3 separate regions of the Gossypium hirsutum genome follow, and all the other regions are linked to region 1. A link is a contact called in public Hi-C data. All regions are on one chromosome and are shown on one strand. The core of a region is the stretch at or near the end of the contact, and the rest is flanking DNA. Distances in the headings are between cores, read along the strand shown.

Evidence for each region. A called contact is a pair of places that touch in the nucleus more often than the background predicts.
Region 2: a Hi-C map of leaf shows a contact between it and region 1, with 2.7 times the contacts expected there. The contact joins the promoter of LOC107951196 here to the promoter of LOC121211049 in region 1. A contact is called at or near these places in 11 of 34 Hi-C or Micro-C datasets (callus, hypocotyl, leaf and 1 more).
Region 3: a contact with region 1 is called in a Hi-C map of leaf, with 3 times the contacts expected there. The contact joins the promoter of LOC121211057 here to the promoter of LOC121211049 in region 1. A contact is called at or near these places in 2 of 34 Hi-C or Micro-C datasets (both in leaf).

Annotation. Positions count from the first base shown.
Region 1 is chrA12:99,430,648-99,435,066 of Gossypium_hirsutum_v2.1, reverse strand. It overlaps LOC121211049 (rhodanese-like domain-containing protein 11, chloroplastic), which reads left to right and starts at 2,257. Exons shown (of 10, transcript XM_041083253.1): 1 at 2,257-2,652; 2 at 2,777-2,872; 3 at 3,096-3,203; 4 at 3,576-3,672; 5 at 3,809-3,848; 6 at 3,986-4,060. The coding sequence starts at 2,512. LOC107946581 (E3 ubiquitin-protein ligase RGLG2) reads right to left here and starts at 1,332. Exons shown (of 13, transcript XM_016880978.2): 1 at 1,083-1,332; 2 at 431-496; 3 at 1-159. The coding sequence starts at 136.
Region 2 is chrA12:99,247,244-99,251,662 of Gossypium_hirsutum_v2.1, reverse strand. It overlaps LOC107951196 (inorganic pyrophosphatase TTM1), which reads right to left and starts at 1,838. Exons shown (of 12, transcript XM_016886141.2): 1 at 1,553-1,838; 2 at 316-685. The coding sequence starts at 655. LOC107951198 (serine/threonine-protein kinase 16) reads left to right here and starts at 3,377. Exons shown (of 7, transcript XR_005906433.1): 1 at 3,377-3,788.
Region 3 is chrA12:99,577,442-99,581,860 of Gossypium_hirsutum_v2.1, reverse strand. It overlaps LOC121211057, which reads right to left and starts at 2,409. Exons shown (of 1, transcript XM_041083263.1): 1 at 1,522-2,409. The coding sequence starts at 2,409. The coding sequence ends at 1,618.

The sequences.
Region 1 (4,419 bases), core at 1,008-3,507:
GCTGCTCTGGAACATAGTCTTGGCCTGAGGGAGCATTTGATGGCTGTGCATATCTATGAGAATCCCATGAATATGAATTAGAAGCTACAGATGAGGACTGTGATGTGGTCGATCGTTTTGATATTATGCCACCCATCAGCTCTATAATTGATATATATTCTGCAAAATTCAACATATGCGAACATGAATGCAGCAAAGAACCCAAGTTAACTGTAAATAGCAATAATGTATTTTCGCAGGTATTATACATAATTTTGAAACAAATAACAGGTTTAAACTCAGTTGATTATGTGCTATTATTAAGATTAAGACAATGGCCAGCTTTTTTGGAAAAGTGGTACCAGTTTCACATAGAAAGGCCCATTTCCATACCAAGTTGTGATCAGAAGTAGCAAGTAATCAACAATGAAAATAGCAGGAAAAGAAAAACCTATCAAGTTTCAATTCTGAGGCAAATGCAGTGTCACTTAACGCCTATCCCATCTCCATCATCTATCTGCAAGGTTATCAAATTATATGCCATTAATTTGCCCCGTTTTCTTTGGGATTCAGTAATGCATTTATCCGGATAAACTTAAGTTAATTAATAGAAAGGTCAACGCTTTTAACATTATAGAAGCAATCACATACTTATTGCTTCAAAATGCAACAATCAGAAATGCTGCTACACTATTAACACCAGATGTTAAGCCACACCGAAGATTCCTTATCATACCTCCATGAGATTTTCAAGCTTATAATTTCGACATTATAAGGAAGCATACTCATAAAGAACCCAAACTGAACAGACACACTTTACACAAACATAAATCTTGTTATAATCCAGACCCAAAAGAAAGGGGGTGGGATGAATTGCATTAAGAATCTAACTACGTTTAAAACAAGATCTCAGATGTATAAACAATCGTAGCCGAAAACACAGGAAGCAAATAAAAACCTTCAAATGTTCCAAACTCTACATCCATTGAACAAAATTCACCAAAACAAAAGAAAAGAAACCCAGATTCAAAGTGAGGAACAAAAGTTGTAAACTAAAAATATATTTAAAAAAAAGTAAGGAACAGGGTTAATTATTTGTTCACCTTTTAAGCAAAAGAGTGAAGAATTGGGTGAGTAAAGAGAAAAGAAAGAGAAGTGAGTGGAGGGAGAAGACCATGCGTTGTAAGCGGTAAAAGTAAAGAAATAGCGGCGAAGAAGATGGGTTGGGTCGGCTTGGTTGGTTGGTTGGTTGGTTCTTGGAAGTTTCCTTTTGATGACTCTTGAGATATTTCCATTCAGTCTTACTTTTTCTTTTAAAATTTGACACCCGTAATCCACTTCAACCTTTATTCCACTTTCAACTGCTTTCATATCTTTGTCTTATAACCGCTTTACCCACGGTTATTTTCAGTTACTGCAGTTATTTTTTCTTTTTCTGTTTTTTACATTTATTCATTTTAATTAAAATCATTTAGTTTAGATTAGGCTTAAATACTAAAAAAAATCTTTCAAAAATAATTAAAAGAATTAATTGAGTATTTCGTAAAAAAATATAATCATTTGAGCTATTGAAATATTGTTTTTTCTTTTTCTATTAAAATATTAACGTATCGTCAAGTGTTATCATAATATGTGACATAGAAAATTTTTAATAATATAAAGGCTCAACATGATATTTGATGTAGAAAAATGTCGATGATGGAGTCCAGTAGAGTTTTTAGTTTGTACAATGAAGATTAAGGACTTCATAAGTGTCTTATAAAATATAATAAAAGGGTGAATATTTAGTATATTGACAATGAACATTTTTATTCCATGAGTTAAAAAATTAACATGTATATATATATATTTTTAATATTTTACTATATCCTATGAGATACTTGTCAATCCCTTAAACCTACTTGAGATTATTTATGGAATAAGAAAATTATACTACTAATGTACCAAATATTAACTAAAAAATGATTACTTATTTTTTATTTTTTCTCATACTCTATCCTCCATCATACATCAATCAATCCTTATTAACTTCTCTCGCATCACTTCTCTTTAATCAAAATTATTACTTACCATTTATCTTTAGTTACCAAGCCATAATTTTATTGTTTTTTAGAATACTTACTAGACACCTATATAATTACCTGATCATCAATATATTCTAAGCTGCCATTAAAATCAAATCCAAACTTTTCAAATAACAAAAATTTTCCATAATTTATTTTTGGTTTTATAATCTTTATAACTTTTTCATATCTTTTAAAATGTTTATATATATATAGATTTGTCAAGTTCAAGTATTAAAAAAATTAAATGAATGATTATAATAATTTTTTTTTTATAAATTTGAGGGAGAAATAAGTAATCAAAAAAAACGACGTCGTTAATGGCGTGCATGAAGGCGTTAAGAATTGGATAGTTGGATTTTCGGATAATGATCCTCCAGGAACCCAACCCAGAAAGGATGAAGCAAAAATTCAACTGATAAATTGACCTTTTTTTTTTAGACAGAAAAATCTCGAAACAACCATAACAATGGCTTCTTTGGCTTTTCCTTCTCTCAGTTCTTTAACCATTTCGCGCCTTCATAGCCAGAAAGCTCCTTTTTTGAACTCTTCAATTCCAACTCCAAGTATGTCAACCTTCAAACATCCAAGTGTCACTCTGCATCGTTTTGTATGCTTCTCTTCCAGCCAATCAAATTAATGGGTTTTGGGTTCATTCAAATTTGTTTTATTGTTTTCTCCTTTGGTTTCTTTTGTTGTTTTTTTTTTAAATTATTGTTTTCTTGTGAATTTAGCAATGTGGGGTTATTCGAATGCAAGCTGGTGAAGAAGATTTTGAGTTGAAACAAATGAGAGATATGGCTGCTGCGAAGAAAAGATGGGATGCTATGGTATATTTTCTTTATTCCTCAGCTTTAAGTTTTCGTTTCTTTTTTCTTTTATCTGATTTTTTTTCCTTGAATCCTCACTACCATATTTGATAAAGTACCCCCCCTCCTTGTACATGTCTAATGAGGATGATTCTCATGACAATGCTAAATCTAGTAAATTGAGCTTTAATATGGGGGCTTCTTGCTTTATTAGCAGTAAGTTTTAGCTGCATTGTGTTTACAGATTAGGGAAGGAAAAGTAAAGATTCTTACACCTAGAGAGGCAGGTTATGCAATTCAACTTTCAAACAAGCCTCTACTCGATGTTCGCCCGTCTAGTGAGCGCGAGAAAGTAATTAATCACTTCTCTTTTAACTTTAATCTCGCAAACATGATTGTTACAACTAGTCTCTTAGCTCCCTTGTCTTCTAGATTGAAGCTACTCTAGTCTTATTATTCATTGTATCATAAATTATGGTTTTGTTTTCAATCCGTGTTTCTTTTGAAATACCATGTTTAAAGCATTACATAGGCATATTTCTTTAAGGTATTGATTATTGTTGGGAAAGTGGTAAGTAATTGGTATCTAAAAACAACAAATTCTTGTTTTTTTCATTTCATCCCTTTCTTATTTAGGGAATTGTATGTTGCGTGGTATCTCCAAGGTTGGTGTCACTTTATTTGTGATTGGAACATATTCATGTTTTCTTACACTGTTTTGAAGGCATGGGTTAAGGGCTCCACCTGGGTACCGATCTTTGAAGTTGATAATAAATTTGACGTTGGAACCCTTTCCAGAAAAGCCACCAATTTTGTGATGGGTATCTCTTGATTCTTTTCCATCATCCGACTTCTAGGAAGATCATATTAATGGTTTACCTAATGTAGGATTACTTGATAAAACCAATTTGGTCCGCTTTCAGGACATATATTAAAACTGTTTTATGTTTTCTATAGGGGGTTGGTGGAGTGGGGTGCCTACATTGTCTTATGACAGGTGCGTTATAAGTTGCCTTTGCTTCTCTATTTTGCGTATGTGGCTCTGCACACATATGTGCTTGTCCATGGCCACTCTCACATTTCATGTATATAAAATAAATTTTGTACTTATTCTTTAACTGCTTTCTTTGACAGTCAGTTCTTGTCAAAAGTTGAGGAGAAATTCCCAAAAGATGCAGAGCTTATCGTTACATGCCAGAAGGGATTGAGGTGATTTTTTTTTTCTTTTAAGTGACAGAGGAGAGAGTGTTTGCACTTTAGTATTGATTTTGTTTCATTTAATGGATTACTTTTCCTTTTAATTTGATCTCAGCTGAAAATGTTTTATGTTATTTAGACCTTAAAATGCTGAAGCATCTTTTTAGGCGAAGCATTTGGACCCAATTTATGGATACAGCTATTATTATAATGTTTGCTTTTGATCTTTTAAGGGCAGTATGAGTCATTTTCAATCTTTATGCAATAATTCTCTCAAAAGAATGAACTTGAGACTATGAATGCTTTGGAATGCTTTGGATGATAGTTTTGAACAATCAGTTTTATTACTAACATAACAAAAAGTGCTCGGA
Region 2 (4,419 bases), core at 589-3,088, 180 kb after region 1:
ATGAGCTTAAGCACATATTGCTTTTACTGCACATTTTGTATTCCGTTTTATATAATTAGAAATAATTATCTCCCATCAATTTTGCCTCCTAAATTTTATTTCAATCTGAAATGCAACAGCATTAGCAGATAAAACAGCAGCTCTTAACATAGAAACTTTCAAAAGCATACTGTGCTGCTAATTGTCAACCACCAAAGTCAGCAAGCAATATTGGGAGGCATCCATTGTTCCCATACATAAAAACAAAGCACCTTAATCAAAAATGGGATCACCTTACATGAAAGTTTTAAAAATGTTAAGGACTCTAATTCTTACCATCAAAGTTTCCGTCAATGATACGGCTAGCATCATTGTAGTTGTCCATGGTTATGACAGCTATACTGGGCATAAAGTTGAGCACCTTCTCTGTGAACACAGTCTTTCCAGCTCCAGATGGCCCAGCTACTCCAACTAAAATCAATCCATCATTCTTTTGAGCCAATAATTGGCATGCACGAATTACAATGAAAAAACCTTTCTCGAAGGAAAGTTTATCTTCGATTGGAACGATCTCATAGCGATCACAGTCTTTTCTTTTAATCAACTGCACCTGGTCTCGCAGAAGACCAGAGCGCCGTCGAGGTGATTCAGCAACAGAAGAGGTATCTTGAGCCATTAAGAGATTTGAAGCTTCTCCTTTATACAGCTGCACTGAAAGATGCAACAGTCAGATATTTACATTTTCAAGAGAGATGACATCGCAATAAAATCATGGAGTTTTTGATGTGGGATCATGATTTCCAACACACAAAGGGAGGAAAGTCCATAACTCGCCAAAGTTAAAAGGCAAGGTAAGCATGTCGCTGGAAATTCAGCAGTTCAATAACTTTTAGGAATTACAAAGTAATAATAATCTAACAGGACTAACAAAAATATGAAGAAGACACAAGTTCAGATCATGAACAAATTGAAATGCCCATGAACCAGTTATAGAATAGTGAAAATTAAGGAGCTTAACATCGAATCCAGGTGCCAAATTATACAGCAGTCAGCAGCTCATGTAATCACAACATTTAAATCAGTGAAGAGAAATCAAACCATCATTATCTTTCAGTGTTCCCCCCATTCATAATACGTAAATGGTCTTTTTTTTTTTTCTAACCAGAAAAATGTTTACCTTTACACCCTTCACCAGATTTATAAACACTAGTTCCTCTTTCTTTTATGCTTTTCCATGTCCCCTCTGAAGGAAGCTAAGCAATTATCCCAGATTTATAAAACTAGTTCCTTTTTGATGCTCTTGATTGAACACATAGAAACCAGTCTGAATTAAATTTCAAGGTCGAAAAGACAACGAACAAACCATAAAAGCTTGAACTTTCGAGCTCCTAAGGAGACTCAAAACCATCAAATTCAACAACAAACAACAAAATAAACACAAATCCAAAATACCCAGAATTGAAACTCGACAAATAACAAGAACCCAGAAGCTAAAGGGAAACCAAGATGAGCATGAAAACAATTTGTGGTGACTGTAAACTATGTTCCGGGAACCATAGTTTGAAGATCATACCTTTAGTGTTAGGACTTCGAGGTCAAACTTTAAAGACCAAGAAAAATATGGACTACTGTTACTGGGATTTTTTTATGTAAAGGCGGAAGAAGAGTTAGAGATTCTTGTGACTACTGAGTTGGTGGGATGTCATTGGCAACAAACTAAAGGCTGCTTGCTTAGCCACCTTCTAGAGTTCAGACAATAACATAGAGTGGATTAGAGAGAGTTTCGAAATAGGTTGGTTTAACGAAAATTTGTTTTTGGTTGGTACATAATAAAAAATAATTAAGTTCAAAGGCTCAGCTTATAATTTGAAGGGTAAGACTGTCATAAGTAATGATTTTAAGGTTATATAATTTTTATTTTATTATTTGTGACAACTTCACATGATGTTTTTCTAGTTTGAATTTAATTTTAATTTTAAATACATTTTTTAATAATTGAATTATTATGTCTATATTGTTTTAGAATTTTTAATATAATTTTGTGAAGGCTATTTTAACTTAAAATCATAAAAAAAGAAAATTCAATTACTCTTGGGATACATAATCGTACAAACATGGACCCACTGTAAGAGATGCTTCTTCTTCTTTTATTCCATTACACAGATGCCTTATCAATTCACCCGGTAAAGTTTGACAGGTATGGTTTGAAGGAGCTTAAAGAAAAGTTTTTTTTTTTTTTAATTAGATTGGTTTGATATACCTAAATTATTATTTATTAATATTTTAGATAAATTTATTTGTAATTAAAAATATTGGAACATATACAATGTAAAAAGAATAAATTATAGGATTTGGTAAAAAAACATTATAGATAAAATTGTATGTGCATTTTTAGATTGAGAATATAAATTAATGTATGTATTTTACAAAACAAAATACACATATGAAAATATTCCTTAAATTTACTTTTAACTTTTCACTTTTAAAAAGTTTGTTTTTACATCTCATAACTTCTACGCCTATGTCTCTACTTTCTTTATTATTGAGTGGTTCGATAATGAAATTTACCTCCTATCTTCTCACATCCAAGTGATTTTATACATTTTAAACTTATTAACTAATTTATTTTTATAACTTCCCTTTAATTTTTATTTAGAACCGGACCCCTATATAGTTTATCTATATTGCCCCTATATAAATCTATACAATGACAGTTAACTATAAAAAATCTTTAAAATAAATAGAAGAGTTAGTTTGTACTAAACACCCTTAAATTATGGTCATTTTTTAAATTGGTTCCCAAATTTTAAAACATTCTAATTACACTTTCAAATTATTGATGTTAAATCAACTAGACCTTTTCATTATTGAAAATGTTAATTTACCATTAAATGACATATTAAATTTTACGTGACATAATTTAAAATAAAAATTTAAATAAAAAGAATAAAATGTTTTCTCATGACTTTTAAAAATTAAAAGGTAAAAATAAAGTAAAATAGAAAGAAAGAAAGAAAGTGAACAATAATTTCTATAAAAATTATGAAAACATCAAAGTCGAGATTTTTACAACATTTTTTTTTCTTTAAAATTTTCATATTAATTTATGTCACGTAAGATTTAATGTTTGAATATAAAATTAATAATTTCAATATAAGAACTACCTTATTGATATAAGGCGGATACTTTAAAGATATAATTAGAATATTTTAAAAATTGATAATCACTGTAGAATAAAAATCATAATTTAGACTTTAGAGAGGTTAATGCAATTCACTCTAAATAATTACTGTTCGAAACAAAATAATTCTTTAATTTTTTTAAAATTTAAAAACTAGAAATTATTATGAATTTGTTAATAACTATAATAAAATTAACAGTTATTGTTAGACAGAAAAATGGAAAGCTTTAAATGCTGAAATCTGTTAACTAAAAATAATGTTCCAAAACAGAGCATAGAGGAGAGAGAGAGCTTGTTAAGATCCGCCATTTTTACGTTTCTCAATTCCAACACACCCAAAAAAGAAAAAAAATATGAGAGATCTGAAGATGTAAAAGGAATTTTTGTGCAAGTGAAAGGTATAAGGGGAAAACAATGGGGTGTACGTTTTCAGGGTTTAATGCAATGTACGATGCTGCTAATGGGGAAGGAGACATTTGGATCAATGACATCAGGTTCAAGATCGTGAGGCAGTTGGGTGAAGGTGGCTTCGCCTATGTTTATCTGGTTAAGGAAGTCACCTCCGATTCTTCTTCAATTTCAGCTGGTGGTTTAGCCAAGAAAGTCAAGGACCCTTCTCATCTATCTGGTTCGTTCTTTTACAAGGATTTTATGATTTGGGTGTTGCTCTATTGGATTGGTTTACTACTAATCTGGGTGTTTCTTTAATTTTGTTTTATTTTTTTATTTTTTGTAGCTGATTGCTTTGAGTTTCTAATTATATGTTTTTCTAAATTGTGCATTTGCTCTTTTCTTCATTGGATTGGGTTTTTGTGATTTATTTATTGTAGAAATTTAACTCAAGTAATGTGTCAACTATTGTGATTGAATGTACGGATTCATTCCATTCTGGTTTACCGAATACGGGGTCTCATAAAATTGGATCATAGGGGTATACAAGTGAAAATTTTCTTATGATCGAATTACAATTGGATCCATAATTAAAATTATGGATCAGCTGAATCTTTGGTCTCTGTTCTGTTGGTAAACCTAAGGCATTTGACTAGAATTCGTATATTATGGAATCATCATGTTTTCAGTTTTATGATGGCTTTTCTTTCCCATTTAATTTAATTTAATTTATTATTATTATTTGCATTTCCCCTCTTATTATCTGAATTTACATCTTAAATGGATTTGATAACCTTTTTATTTTTGCTGGGGGATTTTATCTAGGATGGTGACATCTGCTATGCCATCTGCCAGATTTTATCGTGTTA
Region 3 (4,419 bases), core at 1,160-3,659, 150 kb before region 1:
TAAAAATAAAGAAGTAAAATTATGTTTAAATTAAAGTATTCAAATTAAAATTTAAATGTAAAAAGAAGAAAAAGAAAAGGTGTGGGTGGCCACGTGTGAAAAAAAGTATGAGTTCCTTTATATAGAGTTGTATAGATTGGATTATGAATGAGCATAGCCATAAGCCCATAACCATAGGGCTATGGTGTGGTCCGTCCTAACGGAATTCTGACGCAAGCCATGGTTTCCACAGCTCGATAAAAGATCACATAAAACTAAAATTCACGAGACGTCTTCCACTATATAGTCTATGCGAAGCGTTAATCAATAGCTATACAAACGTAGGCCTATTAAATTCCACAACAAACTCTCCCCCAATTTCATGCCAACGAATGCTTACCTTTATCTATCAATATCATCTTTCTTGCATGCTACTCTCCACTCTCCATCTAACTCTTTTAAATATCTACATTTCTATCTTCATGAACCAACTGCTGCAATTTGTTCCATGAATGATTAGCTGTTTTTCTTTTCTTTTTTATTTCTACAACTAATAATTCCAGCACATCCACCCAATGCATATAGCTACCTAAATCAATCATACTCCACATTTTGTCCTCCACTATACGCCCAATCATCCCACATCTAATAGTTTTTTTTATCCAATTCTTCATATTTATTTCTACAACTAATCTAATAATTAAGAATGATAATTCCAACGCACCCACCCAATGCAAATTAATCATGCCCCACATTTTGCCCTCTACGATACGCCCCATCATCCTACATCTAACATGCTCTCTCTCTATTTCTTCCTTATCCAATAATTCTATTTCACCCCCAACGGGTATTGCTGGGCTGAAAAAGACGTATATATTATTTAATAATTTTCAATATTCAAAAAATTTAATGGTCGCTTTTCGGTGCCTCATCAATTTGTTTGTTTCTTTAGGACTAAAAACAATACATTTCTCTTTTTTCCAGTTTCATAGTTGGATTCGGTCCCTGAATCACAGGTTTCCTTTTTCAACCTTTTTTGCTCGTCTCTTTGCCAATTTGTCCCCTTTACAAAAGCAACCACTATAAACATAAACATAAACCAAACCCCTCCAACAAGCGACTGCCATTTACGTCTTGAGTTTTATTTTGGAGGGTTGGTTTATACTATTTTTTAAGAAAATGCTAGAGGGATTTGACATTTATTTAAGTTCAAGTCTCAATTATGTGTTATTATCCAATCTCAATTATGTATAGTTTTTATGTTTTATGAGATTATATTTCGATTCTTATGAATTATATTGATTTTATTTTATTTTGTAGCTATCATAAACTCCTAAAATCTATATAAAATTTAAAATTAATATCATTGTAAAATTATATTTTTTATTCTTAAAAAAAATTGTTAGCTTTCCCTATATAGATTTAATGATTTATATCATAATTATATTCAAGAATTAATGTTGTTTTAAAAATATAATTACTATATTGATTAATTAAAAGTAAAATTTGCATGGAAAAACGATTGATCAATTAAGTCTCAAGTCTCAACAATATGTAACCGTTTGATTAAAAACAATAAAACTAATGGATTGAAAGAAAAAAAATTTGGAAAAATTAAGATGAAACAATAGAAATCAACTAAGAATTCTCAATCTTCTTCTTCTTCTTCCGAAAAACAACCTCAGTATCGAGACCAAATGCATCAACTTTGCTCACCTCCAAAAGCTCCGATTCCTTAAACAACTCCACCAATGGTTGAACGCTATACAAATCATTGGCCGAGTACTTATCCGCCCGCCGCAGCACCGCCACGTGCAGAACACAAACCCCGCCGTGCTTCAACGTCCTTTCGATCTCCCCAACAAACTTCCACGGGTACAGCGCGTGATCGAACACGTTGGAGAACTCGAACTCGAAGTCAAAGGTCTGGTTCTCGAATGGCTGTGCATGGAAATCCCCTTTCATTACAAGCGGAGGGCACGGCACCAAATCTATGCCGACCGAGTCCGACACTCCGACCAGCTTCATCGCCGCCACCTCTTGCCCAACTCTAGCTCCGATAGACAACGCCTTGGAATAGTTGAAAATGAGGTTTCTTTGCTTCAAGCTTTGGAAAAAACGGGCGAAGACCCGGATTTTCCTGTCCCAATCGCGTGTCGTCCATATCTTTCGGAGTTTCGGGTTAAGGGTTTTGTTGAGCTGACGCTCGATGTAAGCGTTGTAGGAAGAGTAACCCGGCCGTATACGGAGGCTAGCGCCGCCGTTTCCGGCTCTGGAAGGTGGGATAGTGTGGGTCTGAAGGGCGGTTCTGAGGCGGAGGAGAGGGGAGTAGGAGTGGGAGGCTAAAAAGGCTAGGAAGAAGAGGGAAAGAAAGAGAGAAAGAAAGGAAAGGTTTAAGAAGGATCGGTAGCTTGGGAAAGGAGGAGGGGTTCATGGTTTGCATAAAAGAGAAGAAACAATGAAAATGGAAGCCGAAGGAAGAAGAAGAAGAAGAAAACTAAAAGAAGTATGAAGAAGAATAAAGTTGTATTCAGCCGTTAAGGGTAAAGTCGTCAGCTGCCATGCATGGCTTTTTTTAGGGGCAAAGTGAATTTTGTTTCGGAATCTGAGTGACGGTAATCGATGAATATCGTTCGGTTTATCTGTTTCTCCTTTTGGTCAACGTTTGGTTTAGTTAAGGTTGGTTTAAGTGTTGATTAACATCATGGTAAAGCAGTACATTAAGTTAGTTAATCCTCATTTCATAATTTTTTACTTATATTCAAAATGTTTAAGATAAATTAATTCAATTTTATCTTATTAAATAATTAAAATAAATTATCTTCTGTTTTTAAAATGAGATATTAATAAAATTAAAATTATACAAATTATCATGTCTATCTTTTATTTAAAATTATACAAAATAATATATTAATAAAATTAAAATTAATAAATAAACAATATTTTAGAATCAATATTTATTTTTATCAAACAACATAATTATATTCCGTACTTATATTTATTAATTTACCAAATAATCTTTTAATATAAATTCAACACTTATAAATTTTAGTACTTAATTTTTTAACATTTAAAATTTCAATTTATCAAACCCCGCAACATTATTTTAAATAAAACAAAGCTATAAAATAAATTATTTGTTTTCTCAAATATTTATTTTAAAAATATAATCTTTATTATGTATGTATAAATAAAATTTTAAATATTAATTTGTGGGATAAATATAGGATGAAACTGGGCATCTTTTTTGGTTATAAAAGTGGGTTAAGAAATTTAAGAATATATATTATAAATCCATTAAAATGAAAAAGCAAAATTAGAAAAGTTACGGTAAAAGTACCATAAAACTCCCTGTACCGTATTTTAGATTACATTTTAACTTATTTATTAAGAAAATGAGTAAATTATCCTTTAATATTTATATGTAAGGTATAACAATAAATTTAGTCTTCGATTTTTATATCCTACTCTTAAAGCAAATTTACAAAAAAAATATTAGAATTTATAAAGAAATAATAAAAACATGGACGATAATATCAGGAAATATCAACCCAAACTCTCGTGACTTTTCCCTATTTTTGGGTCTTCATTAATAAAGACCTCGAACCAGCAACACCAACTCTAGGGATAGAGCTGCTACCATGCTATCGATTGCATGTACACCCAAAGCTTTTTCATGTTCATCACCACAACCCTTTCCCCTTATTCGACCATTCGAATTAAAGACCAGCAAGATCAAGCCCACTCGTCCTCCATCGTTGATATGAGCGATCACTATATCAAGCCGCGTCCGCTTTTCAACATCAATCTCAACCAACTAGCTTTTCCTGAAATCGCTTGAATTTTTGTTTTTCTTTTTCATGCGTTTGTCATACAATACAATGCAATCGTAAAATAAAAATTATTAATTACGGCGAAAGCTTCAATAAGTGGATGCAATTGTGAAATACTCTGTTCATAAAGAAATCAACGAAGGTGGAGATATGTGAATATACTTATAGACGATAAACTCTCCCTTTTCTTGCAACGTTGAAACATTAATTTCTGTTTGTTGTTCTAAATTTTGTTCATGAACCAACACCAAAAAATCAATTTTACTCTTGTTCATCGAGATACAAATGCAACTGCTCATGGTCTGGCAAGATTGGGTCTTAGAACTTATTTCGTTCTCTTTTATTGAGTTACCTGCAAATGTTGGAGAAATTATTGAAGTTAATAGGACTTTGTTTTTGAAGGATCCTTATTTATTTTTGGTCTAAATGGTTATAAGATTTCCAAAATCTAATCCCAATTTTTTCTTTAAAAATTTCAATTTTAATGGGTGGAGATTAATATTTTTTGATAAAAATTTGAATTTTTTATAACCATTTTATTATGATTTTTTAATAAATTTTTAAAATTTAAAAGCATTTAATTGAATTTTTTTAAAATTTTTGTTAC